2 separate regions of the Danio rerio genome follow, and region 2 is linked to region 1. A link is a contact called in public Micro-C data. All regions are on one chromosome and are shown on one strand. Each heading gives the region's core, a stretch centred on a gene start, on an enhancer-like site or on the middle of the called end of the contact. The rest is flanking DNA. Distances are from core to core; before and after follow the strand shown.

What was found. A called contact is a pair of places that touch in the nucleus more often than the background predicts.
Region 2: a Micro-C map of caudal fin shows a contact between it and region 1, with 2.9 times the contacts expected there. The contact joins the promoter of polr2g here to the promoter of smad5 in region 1. A contact is called at or near these places in 3 of 18 Hi-C or Micro-C datasets (caudal fin, hematopoietic stem cells and an unstated tissue).

What each region holds. Positions count from the first base shown.
Region 1 is chr14:30,772,710-30,776,648 of GRCz12tu, forward strand. It overlaps smad5 (SMAD family member 5), which reads right to left and starts at 1,731. Exons shown (of 8, transcript NM_131368.3): 1 at 1,582-1,731; 2 at 1,423-1,507.
Region 2 is chr14:30,990,225-30,994,097 of GRCz12tu, forward strand. polr2g (RNA polymerase II subunit G) reads left to right here and starts at 1,801. Exons shown (of 8, transcript NM_199669.1): 1 at 1,801-1,924; 2 at 2,035-2,144; 3 at 2,224-2,383; 4 at 3,721-3,771; 5 at 3,872-3,873. The coding sequence starts at 1,913.

The DNA.
Region 1 (3,939 bases), core at 481-2,980:
TATTTTGTAAATCATGGTCTAGACTGTTTAATTTCTACCCCGCCTAAAAGAAAGTGACACATTCATGCTTTCAACATCAAAGTCAACGATGAGATGGAATGCATGTGGTATTTCACAGATAAATTATAAAACTGCTGAAAAACAACTGCAAGCATAGTTTTATTGCAACCAAGTGGCATTACTCTGTGACAAATCATCATAATCTTATTATGTGATGAATGAAAGCCAGTAACAAGGTAATGCTGTTCTTTGAAGGCGCTCAGTCTCTGATAACATGGTACAAGCTGACCGAATCTAAATCTCCCTGCATCAAGGTCAAAAACAAGCTGCTGCTTTTCAAACGAGTTTCTACTAAAAGGACAGACATGCTTTCTAAAAAGCAAGCATGTCAGTGCATCAATGCTAGGTAGCACAGGTCCTTTTGTGGCTCTCAATCTACAATGATTTACAACACTTCACAAGAACTGTAATAAACAACTCTTGGACCACTTGAATAAACAAAAAACACATCTCCTCTTTACCACTCTTTGTCCAACACAACTGGTTGATCAATGCTTGGAAAACTAAAGAGAATGCTAAAATATTCCCAAAAACTGCACACATGGATCTATGTTTAAAACCTCATCTAACAGGCACAAACACAATATGTTAACAAACAAAAGGTTAAAACAAACTTTAGCCATCAGATGGACCGTTCGGACATCCATCTAGGGGTTTAAATCAAACACACACAACGACCTCCCCTTAAATCCCGTGTGAGTTGCGTATCTAGACAGCATCTTTTGGCCGCCAAATGCACCTTTAGAAGATTCTAGCCAAAACATAACAATAAGTTTTTGCATCCATAAACGCTGTCTGACTGGGCAGCACACTAGGGTTTGAGACACAGCCAGTAAGACACGCCACGACACGCACATCTCTCCTCACAAGAATGTGAACAGTCACTTTCTTTAACTATAAACCAATTATTATTAAAACACAGGAGTTGTACATTTCATCCGCCCGAGGTTTAGTACTTAAGTATGAACAATTTAACATCAAACCGCACAACTTTATTGGCTTATAAACGAGGACTGAAGCTAAGCTAACGTTACATTAGCCTCAACTTTGTATGATTAAGTTAAAAACATTGCTTTTTAAGTCAAAAACGCATTTCCTTTTGATAACATTACTCGTTAGCGTAACTTTCTTAAATTACAAAAACATATACTTTCAAACATTTTAGGTTTTCTCTATTGTGTTAAAACTTTGTGCTAGCCCAGGTGCTACATAGCCAGTTAGCAGTTTAGATTTGCAGTTTGTGGTTTAATTAAACCCAAATAACCAATACAGCTTCCAAACAAGGCTCTGCAACTGATTTTAAATATCTTACAAGTTGCTTTAGGAAAATGTAAATACACTTTGTTCACGTGTTTTCCTCACCTCATTCACACAAAAAGGAGAAAAAAACAGCAAGGAAACTTTTTCAATCACTTCTCAACACCTCCCTGCGGAAAAGCCACCATCCCTGCTGGAATAAAGTTGATAAGTGACCGCTGAAGCGTCTTTATCGGTTAGATGTATTATCATTAGGTTACATACCTTTCAAGAAATGCTGTAGACTCTGTCGACCTTTGCTCTGTTTTACAGACACCGACATGAAGGAGTTTTTTTCCTTTTTTCCTGCCTCTCTTTCCCTCGTCTCTCACCCTCCTGGCGTCAAACAGGCTGGAGGCGAAGTGCATTAGTGCATATCCATCCGCCCATTTGACAACCTACCACTCTTCTTCTGTTAGCAGCTCGAGTGACTGCAGATGCATTTGATCAAAAGATGTGTGTGATAAATGGACTATCTTAGTGTATATAATAAGAGTAAATGTCTGTTCTAATTAGATGAGAGGCGAAAATAACTGTTAGATATAAATAAAACCTATATTTTTGGTACTATAGCAGTGTTTAGTTTATTATTGTTGTTTTTGTTGTTATTTTTATTTGTATATTGTGTATTATTAATTTTAATCCTCATTTGTTATTTTTTGATCTATCTGTTCATTCATTTATTCATTCATTCTTAATTTGTTTGTTTGTTGTTTGTTTGTTTGTTTATAAGGTTTTGGTAATCTCAGCAAGAGATATCATTACATTATCTTATTATTAAAATATGTAATTTATACACCCCATATCTGTAATGAATATGAAAGTGTAATTCATATTTATTATAAAATGATTTGTTGTTGTTATTATTATTATTATTATTATTATTATTATTATTATTATTATCATTATTATTATTATTATGTGTAAAATATTAATCCTCATTTGTCCTATCTTTGTCTCTCTGGTCATTCATTCATCCATTTGGTAATATACAGTCCATTGCTGTTGTCATTGTCAGAAGCAAAACTCATTACATTAAGATTAAAATAATTTATTTATACAGCCTACATAATGTGTATTTATGTGTATCTAAATCTATTCAAATCTATCTGTCAGTTTATTATTATATATTTTTTTATATTTATTATTTAAATTGAATAAGGTGCTTGGTAACTTTGGATATTGTTATGGTAATGGTAATCATTAAAACCGAACGAAATATGTTTTGAATACTATTATTTTTCACATAATGTAATTTTGGCTGTATTAATAATAATAATTAAATTATAGGAGGAAGCCTTATTTGTGAGCGAATATACTAGATGTAGGCCTGTAGATTTAATGGCGGAAGGATACCTTTGGTCACCATGTTTTTCCCGAGCCGTCTTGAAGTTGTGCTACGGTCACGTGACGTCACGATGCTTGGCTCCACTCTGTCTGGCTTTTAAAACTTCACTAGTACAGCAGCCAATGGAGAGAGAGTTACGCGCTGCTTACTTACTCGCGCTCACAAACGAGCCAGTATTCAAATTCATTAGTTTGCTCATCTGCGTTATTAGACAAGCAAAATCATTAATAATCGCTGTAGAGAACTATCTATCTATCTATCTATCTATCTATCTATCTGTCTGTCTGTCTGTCTGTCTGTCTGTCTGTCTGTCTGTCTGTCTGTCTGTCTGTCTGTCTGTCTGTCTGTCTGTCTGTCTGTGTCTATCCGACCCTCTGTCCATCCGACCGTCTACCTGAGGAAATATCGGAGGTAACGCTTGGAGCTTTGTAAAAATATACGTAATTTTCACTCTATATTATTGTGACGCTGCGTTGACTTGGTTGACTGGTCCCGATATTGTGCAGGAGATTGTCAAATGCACATGCAGGGTTATTATTGTCCTGAATGTGCCACGGGGTAAAATTGTATCCAAATTCACATGATTCGCGTTCATCTGGGTATTTTGATTCTGTTTACTGGCTATGATCCCACATGTGTATTTGCTCTGCTCTGGCTTTCTGTAAAGCACATGTCCTGAAAGAAAAGAGTCACAGCTTCTGTAGGCCCTTTAGCAAAGTCTGTGTATTTTTCTAATAAATCTATCTATCTATCTATCTATCTATCTATCTATCTATCTATCTATCTATCTATCTATCTATCTATCTATCTATCTATCTATCTATCTATCTATCTATCTATCTATCTATCTATCTATGTCTGTTGTTTTTATTTATTTATTTATTTTTATTGGATGTCTGTGCTTATTGAATGACAGTTTTTCTCTATTGCTTTGGTTCAATTCTGGATTGAAATTTTTATTTTTCAAAACAATAAGTTTAGATCTCTGAATAATTAGCTTATTGTTCACTTCAGACGGGCATTTCTTATCAGTTTTTCTCAGTGGCTTTGGTGCATTTCTCACAACACTGTTTACATTTGCACAACAGTTCATGCATTTCTCAAAACAATAATCTGCAAAACCTTGCTGATAACCTGCAAAAGCGTGCCACTTGCTCAAAATGGAGAGCTCATTCCTCAAAAGCAAGTATTCATGTCAATGACAGTGTCAGTGTCATCAAGATGAAAAGTCCCAA
Region 2 (3,873 bases), core at 551-3,050, 220 kb after region 1:
TTTTTTTTTACTTAGTTAGTCAGTTGGTTATTTGTTCATTTATTTATTTAGGTAGTTAGTTATTTAGTTATTTGTTTATTTATTTAGTTATTTGTTTGAAGATCACACACACACACACACACACACACACAAAGATATATGTATGTATGTATATATAGACTATGTATGTATGTATATATAGACAATAATATAATTTAGGTTTACATAGTTGCTAGTTGTCAAGATACCTCTGGATTATTGAGAAATAGACATTTTATTCGTCACTTGGATTCAACAGCACTAAAACTTTAATGTAAGATATTGGTGCAAATATCACTCGCTGCTTCGATAGAAAATGCTTTTTTAAACAACAAATACAGAAATGTACAATAATATACAAAAATATATGCCAGAGTGTACATAAAAAACCTTCAGTAATTAAAAATCGTATATTCATCTAGAAAATGCTTTCAAGTTCCTATATCTGGGGAATGATGACCTCACAATGCAAAAGTTTAGAGTTATAGTGACCTCTTGTGTTCGTGTGTTGTTTTGCAGGCTGTGTGTAAACGCTGAACACGGGTCAGCAAACAAAGTGGTGCGTTTACAATTGACTGAGTAAAATCGGATTTAGTGGAAACAACGATGATGTTATTGCTGGTTATTGGTTCAAATTAAATTACCATAATCTTAAGACAACATCGAAATTGATATCACTGTGTGTTCAATGTTTTAAAAACACAAATAAAATCGTTCGAATCTCATTTCACTAGTTATAGACCATTTCAGTGTGGTCATGTCTTTGGCCCATGAACATTTCCTGCTTGTTATCAAACTATTTTATAACTGTATCAAGAAGCAATTCAATCATAACTTAATATTAAAACAGCTATCATAACATTATTTATTAATATGTGTCTCTTTTTAGATTCTTAGAAGCTATAGAAATGTAAAACAGGAAATACGTTGGGACCATTGTTTTTGTTCACATCCCTCAAAATGGTCTATAGGCAACCATTCAGTTTGGAAAAGAACATGTTTTCTATTGTAAATAAGTTCTGCATTATTGATATTCATTCATTCATTCATTCATTCATTTGTTGCTTGCTTGATTGAAAAATCTCAAATTATTAAAAAATGCATGTTACAAATATTTATATTCTTTTAAAATGTATTTAATTATGTTTTATTTGCATGGCTATTAAAATTTAAGGACATTAAAAACGTATACAACATTGGGTCATAGCAAAAAATCATGCAAGTTGGGTTATTAACTGTTTATTTTATTTTTATTTTTTTTGTTACGTGACAATCTTAAAAGTTAAAACAGAAGCAAATGTGAACAACAAGATATCTGAATTTACTGTGTGGTTTTTAAAAGCTTTATTGTGTCCACGCCAATAGCCAATATATTTTGAACATTTAGCCTACTATTAGCATTTAAGCAGCACATACTCAAAACTTGCATATTCTCATTTTTAAAGAAAATGTTTTGAAAGAAATATACATTTTGGGCCTGACTTCAAAGGTTTTGATTTTCGAGGTAAAATGTCTGCAAATAAATAAATATCACACATAGCATTAAAAATCATAATGTAATAATCACTCATCTGGTGAAGTAGCTGCTAATAAATATGAATTCATTTATTTTTCATCTGCAGTGTCTTACCTTAATAGGGAATCTTATAGACAAAAACAGTTGAAGTGTCTACATTTGTATAAAAATAAAATTCTGAATCCAGAATCAACGCACACTAAACTAGCAGGGACTTTATTTCTAGGGAATCTTAGGGCTTTTAATTTGCAGTCGTTTTCACCCGGAAACATTCGCGTGCTCGCGCTGTCGAGATTCGGCGCCTGAACGCACTGACATAGAAAGTCGTGGCTGTAGAGTTTTAATTCAAGACTTTTGGAAGCTAAAATACAATAAGAGATGTTTTACCACGTAAGTCAGTGGGTGTTTTAGTTTTACGTGATAAGTGAGTTGCAGCACTTATAAATGTCCGTCAATGTTTTCTGTGCTCACTGTTGTTTACACGTTGTTTGTCACAATAGATCTCTCTGGAGCATGAAATTCTCCTCCATCCAAGATATTTTGGACCCAACCTTTTGAACACAGTCAAACAGAAACTGTTCACTGAGGTTGAAGGAACATGTACTGGAAAGTAAGTTAACGTTACTTCATCAATAAATGAATGAACGTTATGAGATCTGACTCTCTAATGCTCGTGTGTTGTTTCCCAGGTATGGCTTTGTTATTGCAGTAACCACAATCGATAATATTGGAGCAGGGGTTATACAGCCGGGCAGAGGTTTTGTGTTGTATCCCGTCAAATACAAAGCCATCGTCTTCCGTCCCTTCAAAGGAGAAGTTGTGGATGCTGTTGTCACTCAGGTTAACAAAGTACGGTTTGTGTTTTTATTTTCATACAACAGTTACAAAAATATAAATATAAAACATACATTATATAGAACATCAGTACGGGATAATTAATACTTATTAAAACAATAATGCTCAAACAAGGTGTTGTGTACATAATGTTTTATTATTTTCTAATTGTTCAATAAACTGGAGACTATTATTGTGCTTATACTATGGTTACTAGACATAAATGTTCAGGTCAGATGATTTAAATCGAGACATTTTTCAGATTTCTGTCCTCAGACAGCTCACGTGTGTAATACTTATGTAGTGTCATAATTATCTTAGCCAAAGCCTTTAGTTTTGATTTTTAAATGTGAAATAACTGTAACCATTCATCGTAGTGATGTGGAACTAATGCAGTCAAGACCTGCCTGGAACTGCGAAAGCAGTGTGCTTATTTAAAAATAATTGAACACCTTAAGTTTCACCAGCCAATCAAAATCAAGCCCTGTAGTATAATTACCTTTGTTTCAGACCCTTGGCAAATGGTCCTCAGAGCTTTTATATAGGCATAAGGTGTTATCAGATTTTCTAGTTGTGATAATTACTGAAGCTTTTATCACAATCTATGGCATTCTCAAAATATTGACTTAAGCAGTTACAAATTAGTTTTAATAACAAATAAACACTACATTTTGTGTATTGCACTTAAATGTTCACAGTTGACAGATTTTCCTAGCAAAATAAACTGTAAAAGTATTTCAAAGTGCCATGGGTAACACTTTACTAAACAATTTCATTTGTTTTAAATGTCAGTGTTAGTCTTGAACAATATAACTGAATGTTATTAGTTAATTATTATTCGTTAAGAATTTTACTTAACCTAGGAATAAAGAATAGGAAACGAGTTGAACCAATGGTAATGAACAATAGGTCTGTAAATAATCTAAACATTTTCAGTCGATGTCATTGGCCAGATTCATGTAAAAAATGTTTGCTTGCAAATAAATAGTCTATTAAATTGTCATGTTATTGACACCACTACCGATACAATAATCTGCTTAAACTAAAATGTTTTCTAATACTATACAGAAATAATAATTCAATGTAATTTTGAAGTGTCCATGATACCAATTTTAGGATTGTTCATTATCAGGATATATTGCAGGGAACCTGGCACATGTTTAACCGGCACTTCTAAGAGTAAAAAAAAAGCCTGCACTGGCAAAACAAAATGAACACTCGAATTGCGGCTCCTGACAATACATTTGTCTTACAAAGTGAAAGCTCAATCTCTACATGACACTGAACATTAATTTTTCTCTGCTACAGATTTTTCCAGTGTTCAATGCATTTTTTATTTCTTTTTTTCCCAGGTTGGACTCTTTACAGAAATTGGCCCCATGTCTTGTTTCATTTCTCGACATGTAGGTTTTCATGGTAAAATATATTCGTGTATTGGTAAAAGACATGTGTAATTGTCTTAAATCTGTGTGTGTGTGTTTTTTTTTGTGTGTGTGAATCTAGTC